Linked DNA regions of Mus musculus: regions 1 and 3 are each linked to region 2. The links are chromatin contacts, called in public ChIA-PET and promoter capture Hi-C maps. All regions are on one chromosome and are shown on one strand. The core of a region is the stretch at or near the end of the contact, and the rest is flanking DNA. Distances in the headings are between cores, read along the strand shown.

Region 1 (3,869 bases), core at 429-2,928, 250 kb before region 2:
CTGTCCCCAGGAGCCATGTTTAAAAGCCAGGGGAAGAGCTAGAGAGATGGCTCAGTGGGTAAGAGCACCACACTGCTATTACAGAAGACAAAAGTTCGGATCCGAGCACCCATGTCAGATGTCTCACAATTGCCTGCTAGTCCAGCTGTGGGAGGACTTGCCGCCACTGGCTTCTGCCTCCTGTGGGCATCTGCATTCGTGTGTGCCCATCCATAGAGACACATCATATAACATACACATTTCAAAAAAAGCCAAGTGAGGCAATTGTAGTCCTGAAACTAGCGAGGCTGAGACTGGAGGATGTCTGGAAGCTTGTCAACCAGTTTCACTAGCGATCTAGCCAGTGAGTTGAGCAGTCTCACTGCATTGGCCAAGCCAGATTTAGGGACAGAGACTGAGAAAGCAAGGGAAGGACCAACTGAGGATGATAGCCACCCTCCATCTCGGGCCTGCACATATATGTGTGGGCAGGAGGAGAGACAGAGAGGGAGTCTGATTGTGTTTTCCTTCATGTGTTCTTCTCTTCCTCCAAGCTGACTGTTGTCTCCATGGGGTAGCTGTACTTTGGCAAGGGCATTTTCCCTCAGTCTCATACCGTTTCCTTCCCGACCCTAGGCAGTGCTTCGGTGACGGCTTGAACTGGGCCGGCTGCTCCATCATTGTCTTGCTGGGCCAGCAGCGGCGCTTTGACCTGTTTGACTTCTGTTATCATCTGCTGAAGGTGCAGAGGCAGGACGGGAAGGATGAGATCATTAAGAATGTGGTAAGCAGATGATATGGCTGGCCTGAGACGTGAGGTCTGGCAACAGGGCTGTCTTGAGGAAGGAGTAGGATGAGCTGCTTATGGAGGGCGAGCGATGGCTATGCACAGACACTTCACAAGTTAGAGACATGCTCAGAAAAGGCCTGCCCAGAACATGCTGTGACGGATTGGGTAACCCTGAGAAGCAAGCCTGGACTCCTGACCTCAAAGGTCACTTCCCTGACCCAAGCAGACCCTGTTGGTGCTGGCCACCATTGCCACAGCACACTGGACACTACAGCCATGGCAGGCACTGGGACTGGACACTACAGCCATGGCTGTTGGGTGCTATAAGAAAACAGAGCCCTTAAACTGAACGGCAGTGGTGGGGAGGAAGTCAGAAGTCTTCGTAGAAGTTAGGACTTGGGTTGGATGATGGGCAGTACATGGGGCCAGTGGCCTGGGTGGATTCCAGACACAGGGAGCAGCTGCCACACAGCATGGAGGCTTATAGCTGGGTGGCTAACACAGTGGTCCTCACCCTCTGGGTTGTAACCTCTTTAGAGGGGGGTGGTTGAAGGCCTGTTTCACAGGGGTCACATCAGATATCCTGAACATCAGCTGTTTACATTGCCATTCATAACAGTAGCAAAATTATAGTTAGAAAGTAGGAATGAAATAGTTTTTGTTTTGTTTTTGGTTTTTTGGTTTTTTGGTTTTTTGGGGTTTTGGGTTTTTTTGTTTTGTTTTTATTTCGAGACAGGGTTTCTCTGTGTAGCCCTGGCTGTCCTGGAACTCACTTTGTAGACCAGGCTGGCCTCGAACTCAGAAATCTGCCTGCCTCTGCCTCCCGAGTACTAGAATTAAAGGCATGCGCCACCACGCCCAGCTATGGAATGAAATAGTTTTATGGCTGGGGGGTGGGGGTGTCACAATATGGGAACTGTATTAAAGGGTCACAGCACTAGGAAGGTTGATCTGTCTGGTCTGGCCCAGAGGAGCTGTCCAGGAAGATGTAGGAGCGTCCTTACAAACAACAGGGGGAGGGGTTAAGAGTTGTGGTTATTGTTAGTAACTATTTTCCGGTATCCAGTTCAGTGTTACTTTAAATACCCTCACAGTATCCTGCCACCCTCATCCTCATCCCTGGAGAATTTTCATTTTCTCCTGCTGAAGCTTTGTGTCCATTTAAATGACTCCCCAGTGCCTGGCAGCCATCATTTTTCTTTCTGTCCCCATGAATGTAAGGACTTTGCATACCTTAACAGTAACAACAGTCTCTGTCCTTGTGTGACTGGCCCATCACATTTCATAAGGCCCATCCACCCCACAGCATGTCAGAATCCCATTCTTTTATAGTTCACTAGTACTTTATTGTATGCGAAACACAGCCCACTGATGGACCCTTGTGTTGCATTCACCTTTAGCAACTAAGAATAACAACAGAACTCTGAACTCACACATCTTAGGCAGCTTACTGAGTCTCTCCTTCGGTTCTTTGAAGTATACACTCAGAAGTCTAAGTGCTGGACCATCTGGTAATGTTCTTTAATTCTTTTGAGGAACAGCCAGACTGTCTTCCCTAATGGGTGCACCATTTTATATTCCCACCAGCAACACCCAAGAGTACAGAGTTCCGCATATCATTGGGTCTTTGTGTGTCTTCTGTAGAGAAATGCCTTTGAGTCTTTTCTTTGAATTTTAATTGCTCCTTAAATTTTTCTCATGCTTACTTCCTTTGAGAGCGTGTGTGTGTGTGTGTGTGTGTATGTTTGGAGAGGCCTGTCGCAGCACATGGGTAGGGGTCTGAGGCCAACATAATGAAGTCATTTCTCTTCTCCTGACATGTGAGGTCTGGGATCCAACTGAGATCCTCAGACGTGACAGCACTTTTACCCACTGAGCCACCTTAGTAGCCTTGGATTATAGCATTTATATATATTCAGAACAACAGCTACTTGCCTGTTTTATAAATGCTACCTTTCATTCTGTTGATGATATCTTTTAATGCACACAAGTCTTCATTTCCCTCTGCATTGGCCGTCAAATCTGACATCATGGTGGTTTACTCCTGTGCTTTCTTCTAAGAACTTCATAGTTTGTCTCATGTTGAAGCCTTTTATTCATTTCCTACTTATTCTTGAATAGAGTCTATAATATAAGGTCTAACATTCATCTGCATAGGATTCCAGTTTTCCCAGGATTTGTTGAAAATGTTACCCCTGGCACTCACACATACTTCAGATGTCTTGCCCATCCTGTTCAGAGTCGTTTGGTTCAACATAGTTTGTTTCTAGCCGTACAGTTCTATTTCACTGGTCTTCGTGACAGTACTGCGGAGCTTTGATTATAGTAGCTTTATTATAAGCCTTGAAACTTGCAAAGGTTATCAGCAACCTTTAGCGTTTTATTTGGGAACTGTAGAGAAGATCTTTAACGAAAAGGGAAACGTGACTAATGGAATGTCAGGAATCTGGACTGCAGCCCCCTCTCTGCCTCCCACTTTACCCCAATCCTAACCTCAGCTTCCCCGTTCTTCTCCAGCCTCTGAAGAAGATGGCTGACCGCATCAGGAAGTACCAGATCTTGAACAATGAGGTTTTTGCCATCCTGAACAAGTACATGAAGTCTGTAGAGACAGACAGTTCCACCGTAGAGCATGTGCGCTGCTTCCAGCCCCCAATCCACCAGTCATTGGCCACCACCTGCTAGGTAGAAAACCGTGCAGACCTTCAACCTGGAGGAGGAGGAGGAGGAGGAGAGAACACAGTGACCAGCCTGCAGCAGGTCCAGTTGACAGTGTGTGGACAGGTCTGGAAGGAAAAGAAAACCTCCCCAACACATCTCTACCACTCCCAAGGGCTGGGCTCCCGCATGTTCCTCCCATGATATCTCCATGGTGGATTTTCCATAGTGTAAATGAAAAAAAAAACAACAAAAACACAGGGCAGTGTGTGCTTTCTTTTCTTTTTTTCCACCTTATCTGTATTGAAGAGCTACTGTTTCCACCCTGCAGCTGCCCACTCCATCTGCGATTACTTCCCAAGACCGCCTCCCCAAGTCGTAACCTCCTACCCGCTATCTGTATTTGATCCAGCACTATAGTCTTAGAGACATAGAAGAGAAG
Region 2 (3,775 bases), core at 154-2,653:
TAAAGCAATAAACCGGGGTTGAACACAAGTGTCATCAAGTACCATTACCTACCCAAAGCTTGCTCTTTATTTCGTCTGTGTGTTTCCCTCCTACGATGCAGCTCACACGGTGGTGGCAGTGTGCTAAGTTTCATCTCTGTCTTAAAGATAGTCAAGTGTTCTTTTGGGCCACATTTTCAAACTTACAGAAAGTAAAGAAGACCCCAAAGCAGCTAGCGCGGGCTGAATGCCGGTTGATACTTTGAGAAGGTGGTGGCACTTCGGAGAATGACTTGTGTGGCTGGAGATGGCAAGAAGCAAGACAGCTATGCTGGATGGGGAGGGACTTACCTCCAGGAGTCTCACTTTTAAAACCATTCCTTTGGGGTTGAAGAGATGGCTATTCTTCCGAAGGAAGACCCAGAACCCACATGGTAGCTCACAACGAGCACAACTCAGGGGATCCAGCATTCTCTGGCCTCTGTGTGTATGTCTGATTGCTCATAGTGCACAGGCATACATGCCGACAAGCATACACATGAAATATATCTTAAAGAGTTTTTGCTGAACTAGAGCTAAAAAATAGTGTTGATTCTTTGGATTTTGCAGTAGTCAGGAGAACATCAAGGAGTCAGTTTTCTTTTCTTTGATACCAAGTGTTCTCTAAACTTAGTGGGCAGGGAAAGGAAGTGAGGATGTAGTCACCCGTCTTTTATAGCACTCAACCATCTAGCATGCACCCACTGTATACTCTGTACCCTTCCTGTCATATTTCAGACGACAATAAGAACTCAAAAGAGGCTCAGTAATTTGAGCTTAGACAGGCTAGCCTGATCCACATCAGGAATATACTTAACAGGAATGAAAAATGGGATATGTCTTGTCTTCCTGTCCTTTGCCTCCAGCTCAAGCCGAACAACAGAGAACATCCTGGGACTTTAAAATGCTGCTCTTGGGGTCTACCCCCCGAGTCTGGAGCATCAACCATTCTAAGCTGTCTGTGAATATCAGTGAGTTTTACTAAATAAATGGTTAATTGTTACTGCCTCCAAAATGTTGGCTTTGTTTTCGAATAATGTGTCCCTACTTGTATATTTTGTTGACGTTAGATCTCAAATTCAGAAGAGATAGTTAATATCAATGGGGGAGGGAAACGAGAACTAATAAACAGTATCTTCTTTAGTAACAAAAAGGTCAAGAGGACAGCCTCAACCTGTCTGCTGTCTGTGGAGGCGGAGCGAGGCCTGAGCAGGTCACGCCTCTCAGCACGCCCCTGCCTTGCGCCACGCCCCCTGCTGCTCTCCAGAGCGAATCTATGCTGCCCCCTGGTGGCCGCGGCTGCGCAGTGCGTCCCCTTGAGCCGCGGCTGCGGCTGCGCAGTGCCGCCCTCTGGCGGCTCGGCTCCTTCCTCCCGCCCATCGGCTTCTGCTTGCGGGCCTTTCAAACATGGAGGAGCGCGAGTGGGGGGCGAGGTCGGCTCGCGCCGGCAGCCCAGCCAGCCCGCCCAGCCCGCGGCTGGACGTCAGCTCCTACAGCTTCGACCCGCTGCTGGCCTTGTACGCACCTCGCCTGCCGCCCATTCCCTACCCCAACGCGCCCTGCTTCAACAACGTGGCGGAGTACGAGAGCTTCCTGAAGGGCGGGCGCACCGGGCGCGGTCGGGCTCGGGGCACGGGGGAGCCGGCCTCGGCGGGAACCTCCACCGGAACCTCCACGGGAGCCGGGAGCTCGTCCAGGGCCCGTCGCCGCGCCGCGCCCACCCCGGATCCCGAGCGCATCCAGCGCCTGCGCCGGCTCATGGTGGTCAAGGAGGACACGGACGGCACGGCCGGAGCGCGACGCCAGGGCCCGGGGCGCAGCAAGAAGGCACCCCGCAATGTGCTTACGCGGATGCCTTGTGAGTGCTGTGGGGCGGCCGGAGGTCTAGGCAGGGCTTGCAAAGGGCGTCTGCGGGAGTCTCGAGGGCCGTGGGGGCGCGGGCACGGTCACCTGTGAGTCACAGAGACTGTGCACGAGTTGAGGAACAGGGAGAGTGACGACCCACGGCGGTGGGGATGAGGTGGGGGTGGGGGAGATCTGCACAGGCTATCATGTCCGGAGGAATGTCCCCCAGGTAGTGAGGAGCTGCAGAGGGGCTGCGGTAGTGATGAGGCTTACGGAGCGATTGTAGGGCTTGTAGACAGTTTGGGGGGATGGGGCGAACATCAGAGGTCTGCAGAAATGATGAGAGGTCTTGGGGACCACTGCAGGGAGTTGAGGAGGTGTACAGAAGTTGTGTTGGAGCACAGCCAGTCTGAAGGTGTGTGGGATTTGAGGGTCAGGTGGAGAGTGAGGAGATGGATATGTTCACATAATAGCACAAGAGACGTCTCCTATCCCAGCATGGGAACTGACAGCCCCGCCTGGGGTGCCGTTTCCGCCTGGGCTGCAGGGACTTGATCGGCTTGTGTTCACATTAAATCACTAGTGTTGGAGTGCCGCAGACACAGAATGCTACCAAAACACAGGTGCGGTTTTACAGCTACTGGCTGGCTGGGGCAGGACTATCTGTCAGGCTCAGGTTACCCTGTGTGCAGGTTGTTTTAAAATTCTAAAGGTAGAAATGGCACAAGAGAATTTCTTGCAGCTTCCTAATAGATCCGCAGGATGAATGAAGCCTTAAACAGCAAAGGTTCTAATGTGCTATTTAGATCTTGTTTAAATGGAATAAAAACAGCCTAGGGCTATATCAAATAGTTATGACATCTGCCCTGTGAACATAATGACCTACTTAGCCAGTCATAGCTTCTGTAGCCTGCTAATTAAATCGTTACAATGTTAAAGTGGCTTCTTTTGGAATGGAAGGTGTGAACTCAGTGAGAGATTTTGTTTTGTTATGTTCCTAGAAATTTGTTTATTAAGAGAGAAAGACCCTGAAAAGCAGTGCGCTGCTGCCGGAGCCTTTGTGGGCTGGCATACTGTACCAGATCCTCCCAGCACAGCCAGGATTTCCCAGAGCTGGCTCTCACAGCCGGAGCAGAAAGACAGAGCGTGCCTGGCTCTGGAACAAGCTGCTACAGTACTTTCTTTTTGCCTATGTGTGTTGCCACTGTGAGGTTATTGAATTGCACCCAAGTCTCAGAGTGTGACACTTATTCCTGCTACCTCCTTGCTACCAAGATTGTCTCGGGAAACACTTGAGAGCAGTTCTGGGTTTCCTGTGCTCTCAGGACTGTGAGAGGACCAGCTCCACCTGGCTCTCACGACTAAGTTCATTTCTGGAGTTAAGACCTCACTCAAGGTGTTAGCCCTCATCACTGAAACCCTGAAGCAGATGGAGTACCGCGAGAGATGGGTGGATACCGCAAAGAATAGCCTCCAGAAAGCAAGCAAGTGACCAAAGCACCAGGGTTAGATTTGTTAAGGAGTTTCTCCAAGGGCCATGTTAGGATTTGAAGGAAGGGCACGAATGACTACACAATCTTGAAAACTCAAGTTATTCAGTACACTTTATGTATAGCAGAGGTTAGCCCTTCTCATAGTGTATAGGCTTCACTTAAGTTTGAACACTGGCATCTCTCATTTCTGACTGTTTTATTTTAGGCAAGTTACACCCTTGGGCCTGAATTTTCCAACGTGGTTAGTGAAAGCAGTAATAGTGACTGTCTGGCTCTGTAAGGGTTAAACTCATAAACATTTGAAAACATTTAGGACAGTGACATTCTCTAATTGGGAAGTTTTCGTCAACATCCCGAGTGACTACTTTCTGTCCATTGTTAAGGTGGTGGTCATTATTATTTTCAGGTTGACATAATTA
Region 3 (3,961 bases), core at 705-3,204, 220 kb before region 2:
TCAGACTTGGGAGCCCAGCAGGCTCTGGCCTCATTTCACTCCTCACATGGACTAGAAAGAGTGCCTATCTCATAGGAAGCTAGATGAGATAAAACCCATGGACATTGCATGTCCAAAGATGTCCTCGCTGCCAGAGCTGACCTTTCAGCTCTGACCTTTCATCATGCCTTTCATCCTGGTGCTGTCTCTTAATTAACTAACTAATTAATTAATTTATATCCTGACTGCAGTTTCCCTTCCTCCTCTTCCCGGTCCGTCACTCCCACCCTCCCTGCCCCATCCACCCCTCCTCCTCGTCTCCTCAGAAAAGGGGAGGGAGGCCTCCATGAATACCAACTATCCTTGGCATATCAAGTAGCAGTAGGACTAGGTGCAGCTTCTCCTATTGAGGCTAGAAGAGGCAGCCCAGTAGGAGAAAGGGTCCCAAAGGCAGGCAACAGGATCAGAGACAGCTTCTGCACCCGCTGTTAGGAGTCCCACATGAAGACAAAGATGTACAACCATTACATATGTGCAGAGGTCAGTCCCGTGCAGGCTCCTCGGTTGGCGGTTCAATCTCTGTGACCCTTTGTGGGCTCCATCTGGGTTCTTCTCGTTCCCAGCTGAGATTCAGGACAAGTTACCTGTTCGCTATGCTTAGTGTGCTCTCTGGTGATAATAAAGGTATGTACCCAGTATGGTAGACATGGGGGTTAAACAAACCGGATTTGGTCAGGACTTGGAACACTGCCTGGCTAATGGCAAGCACTTCACAGTATTTCCGTGGCTCAGGCAGTCAGGGTCCTTCTGACTCAGTTTTACCGTCATCCGAAGAGTCAATACCTTTCTTGATTTTGTTATTATCACCACCATCACTACAATTATTGTTATAACCGTGTTGAGGTATTTTTTTTTGACAAATAAAAATTGCAGGGCTGGTGAGAAGGCTCTGTGGGTAACAGCACAAGCCTGCTAACCTGGGTTGAGACCCTAGGGACACGGTGGAAAGGGAGTTGTCCTCTGACTTTCTCATGAGTGCCGTGGCTTGCACACTCACACGCATATGCACACACAAATATGTGTAAGAAAGCTGCGTGTATTTAAGGTATACAATGTGATGACTTTATATGTATATATATATTATGAAATGAGTACCATAAAGAAGCTAACTAATATACCCAATACATCCCACATACTAGCACATACAGAGTCCATCACTACACACACATACACACACACACACATATATATGTGTGTGTGTGTGTATGCCATCACTTTTGCACATAAACATTCAATCACAACTCTTATTATATAAACAGGTATGCTTATATAATTTTATTATATATGTATAAAATTTATGAACGGTGATTTTGGAAAATATCTGCTTCTAAATGATTGGTCTTAGTTCGCTTCTCCCAGAACTATGTAAGAACAGAATTCATTTGGACTGCCAATCACTTCATTTCCTTCTTCCATTCAGCCTACCAGTCCCCTGCCATCATCCATTCATGAGACACAAATATTCACTGAACATTTAAGGGCTCCCGTCATCCACAGTGCCCAGCACAGATCAGACCTCTAAGTAAGGCAGTGATGAGTAGACCAGGAGGATAAAAGAAGAAGGGGAGGAACTAAGTTCTCAGACCTTTCTTTGATACTTCCATCTCCCAAAGTGGCTTCCTCTGTGCCATCCGGAGTGTATCAACTCTGCTACATGTGGGTGCTGGCATCCCGGAAAGGCGGGCCCGGGGAACCCGCCCCCTCTCTCTTGCCCCTGGCACGGGCGGATGACTCGGTGGCTGGCACCCAGCTGCGGTCGCACCCCAGAAGGGCATGAGCCCCTGCCCCAGAGTTGATTCCCCATCGCCCGGTGTTGCCCAAGGCACAGGGTGACTCCTCCCCGAGGACCCTCCCCTTCGGGGCGCGCGTCACTCTCCCCACCCCTGGGTTCGGACCCTGGCGGCTTCCCGTGCCGTGCCTGCCGGAGCCACGTTGGGACAAGTCACGGCAACCTGCCCAGGAACCGCGGACCTCGGGCGCTGTCAGCCCAGGTCCCCATGGAGCTGCGGGTCGCCAACGCCAATGGCAGCTGCGAGAACGGTGCGTGCGGCTGTGAGGGAGACTTGGGCGGGTGCTGCGCTTCTCACCTTGTCCCCACCATCCTCGCCATCTCCTCCTCACCTGCTGGGGCCGCAAAGCTGGGAACAGGGGAGGTTAGCAACTTATTCCCACTCGGCTCCCAAACTGTCCTGAAGTTCCGGGTCTGGCGGAGATGTCACCTCCCCAGTGGCAGCTGCCGGGAGCTGAAGCAACAGAAAGAAGAAAAACAGAGCGCACTGGGGCAGGTGGCCTGTGAAAGGGGTGGGATAGAAAACTCAGGAGTAGTGTTGGCTTGCTGCAGGCTAACTAGATAACCTGTTGACATCTTTCCATCATCTAAACCAGAGAGTAGAGGAACAGAGAGGCTCCCTAGTCCAAAATTACACAACACATTTTGAAAAGGGAGAGAAAGGACCTCAGACAGTGCTTAGGAAATACCCTCGATTTTCTGGAATATTCCTTAACTATGTAGACCTTGGTCCTTCCCTGAACTATATTCCATTTAGTCCCAGAAACAAACTCTAATATGATATGCAGGCAGTTGTTTTATCTTTTTTTGTTGTTGTTATTGTTGTATTTAGACAAAGACTTGCTAAATTGTCCAGAATAGCTTAAAATGTGTGATTCTCCTGCCTCCGTTCCTCTCAGCCAGGAAATGCGAGCCTAAGTCACTGGGCTTTGATTTTATTTTTAAATTTACTTATTACTAGTGTGCATATGTCTATGTGCATATTACACACTCTCTCTCTCTCTCTCTCTCTCATGTGTGATAAATGATATATATTTATAGGCACAAGTGCCATCCTGAGGTGATGGAAGTGAGAGGACAAGTTGGAGAAGTGAGTTCGCTGCTTTTACATAAGTTCCAGGGCCAGAACTTGGGAGCAGGAGACTTTACCCAAGGAGCCATCTCCTCAGCCTTCAGCCTAGGTTTTAAAACATTTTGTTGTTGTTGTTGTTGTTTTCTATTCTTTTCATTTGTGTTCTTTTTTCTTTTTCTTTTCGTTTTTGCAGTGATGGAAACTGAACCCAGCCAGGGCCTCGTGTGTGTTAGGAAAGTATACTAACAATGGCCTTCGTCCCCAGGACACAGAGTTGTAATTTCACTATGCCCATTCTCCATTCGTCCCCAGGACACAGAGTTGTAATTTCACTATGCCCATTCTAGAGATGTAGAAACAGAGGCTGCAGCAGCAGGTCTAATCATTTGTGGCAGCTACCACGGTGGGGAATATGAACCACCTCCTGGATTCAGACTCCTGGACCTATGTGGCTGCTGTTCTCTGTTCCATCTGGAACTTTCTCTACTTTCGTCCTGTCTTGGAAGGACAGCCTGTGTGATGCTCTGAGTCCCTAACTTCTGCCCTTCTTCAGCGAAGAGCTTGAAGCCTGCTCTTAGGTGTTGGCTGAACCTCAGTCTCCTAAGCAACCAGGCGGGACTTTCCAGCCTCACCCCGTATCCCAAGGCAGCAGACATCTCCGGTCCTAGAACATTTTAGAGAAAAAGACAAGGAATCCATTTTTCCCATGTGCACTCCGTCTGAATTGGGTTCCCTAGGCCACCAGCTCTCTCTGGTTATAACTTCACTGTACTGGGAGAACTTGACTTCCATGGATGTGCTCAGGGGAACTGATTGGCTGGGGTGAGTCCTCTGGCTCCGCCCACTAGCAGTGAGATTGGGGAAAGCAGGGGAAAGGTGAGGGTACAGACATTACTGCCTGCATTTCCTGGGCTCAGGGAACTCCCCAGATGAGGCTCATGGGCAAGGATGCCCTGAGCTGGTGGAACAAGAGTGAGCTATGCAGAACCAGTCTGATTACGCGTAGATGACTTCTTGTCTCACAGCAAAGCACACACACATTTCCTGGGATTTCGGTCCCA

The links. Promoter capture Hi-C pulls out the DNA fragments that hold promoters and counts their contacts. ChIA-PET counts read pairs in DNA pulled down with a chosen protein or histone mark.
Region 1: a contact with region 2 is called in a promoter capture Hi-C map of trophoblast stem cells, with 2.7 times the contacts expected there. The contact joins the enhancer-like site here to the promoter of Lsm11 in region 2. A contact is called at or near these places in 23 of 39 promoter capture datasets (the 3T3-L1 cell line, the C10 cell line, the HPC-7 cell line and 14 more), 2 of 15 datasets of contacts at CTCF or cohesin (the NIH/3T3 cell line and large pre-B cells), 15 of 484 Hi-C or Micro-C datasets (the 63-12 cell line, the BV-2 cell line, the C2C12 cell line and 7 more), 16 of 115 datasets of contacts at active chromatin or transcription factors (the SCID.adh cell line, craniofacial prominence, embryonic basal ganglia and 12 more) and 6 of 9 other capture datasets (adipose tissue, embryonic stem cells, embryonic tail and 3 more).
Region 3: a contact with region 2 is called in an RNA polymerase II ChIA-PET map of memory CD8 T cells, with 227 read pairs. The contact joins the promoter of Nipal4 here to the promoter of Lsm11 in region 2. A contact is called at or near these places in 3 of 39 promoter capture datasets (embryonic stem cells and neural stem cells), 1 of 15 datasets of contacts at CTCF or cohesin (embryonic stem cells), 8 of 484 Hi-C or Micro-C datasets (embryonic stem cells, epidermal suprabasal cells, stem cell-derived primordial germ cell-like cells and 1 more), 7 of 115 datasets of contacts at active chromatin or transcription factors (embryonic stem cells, large pre-B cells, memory CD8 T cells and 1 more) and 4 of 9 other capture datasets (adipose tissue, embryonic stem cells, liver and 1 more).

The regions. Positions count from the first base shown.
Region 1 is chr11:46,195,885-46,199,753 of GRCm38.p6, reverse strand. Cyfip2 (cytoplasmic FMR1 interacting protein 2) reads left to right here. Exons shown (of 31, transcript NM_133769.3): 30 at 616-763; 31 at 3,287-3,869. The coding sequence ends at 3,454. Among named protein-coding and RNA genes, the nearest start is that of Mir7239, 28 kb to the right of the region's middle. Within about 2 kb of position 1,678, at least 4 of the 459 cell types and tissues checked have an H3K27ac peak or open chromatin away from gene starts, as enhancers often do. A contact at or near this core is called in trophoblast stem cells, where this site is marked.
Region 2 is chr11:45,942,563-45,946,337 of GRCm38.p6, reverse strand. It overlaps Lsm11 (U7 snRNP-specific Sm-like protein LSM11), which reads left to right and starts at 1,403. Exons shown (of 4, transcript NM_028185.2): 1 at 1,403-1,876. The coding sequence starts at 1,426. It overlaps Thg1l (tRNA-histidine guanylyltransferase 1-like (S. cerevisiae)), which reads left to right. Exons shown (of 6, transcript NM_001080969.3): 6 at 1-1,033.
Region 3 is chr11:46,164,352-46,168,312 of GRCm38.p6, reverse strand. It overlaps Nipal4 (NIPA-like domain containing 4), which reads left to right and starts at 1,954. Exons shown (of 6, transcript NM_172524.3): 1 at 1,954-2,079. The coding sequence starts at 2,037. It overlaps Gm35624 (a long non-coding RNA gene), which reads right to left and starts at 2,310. Exons shown (of 7, transcript XR_001780199.2): 1 at 2,161-2,310.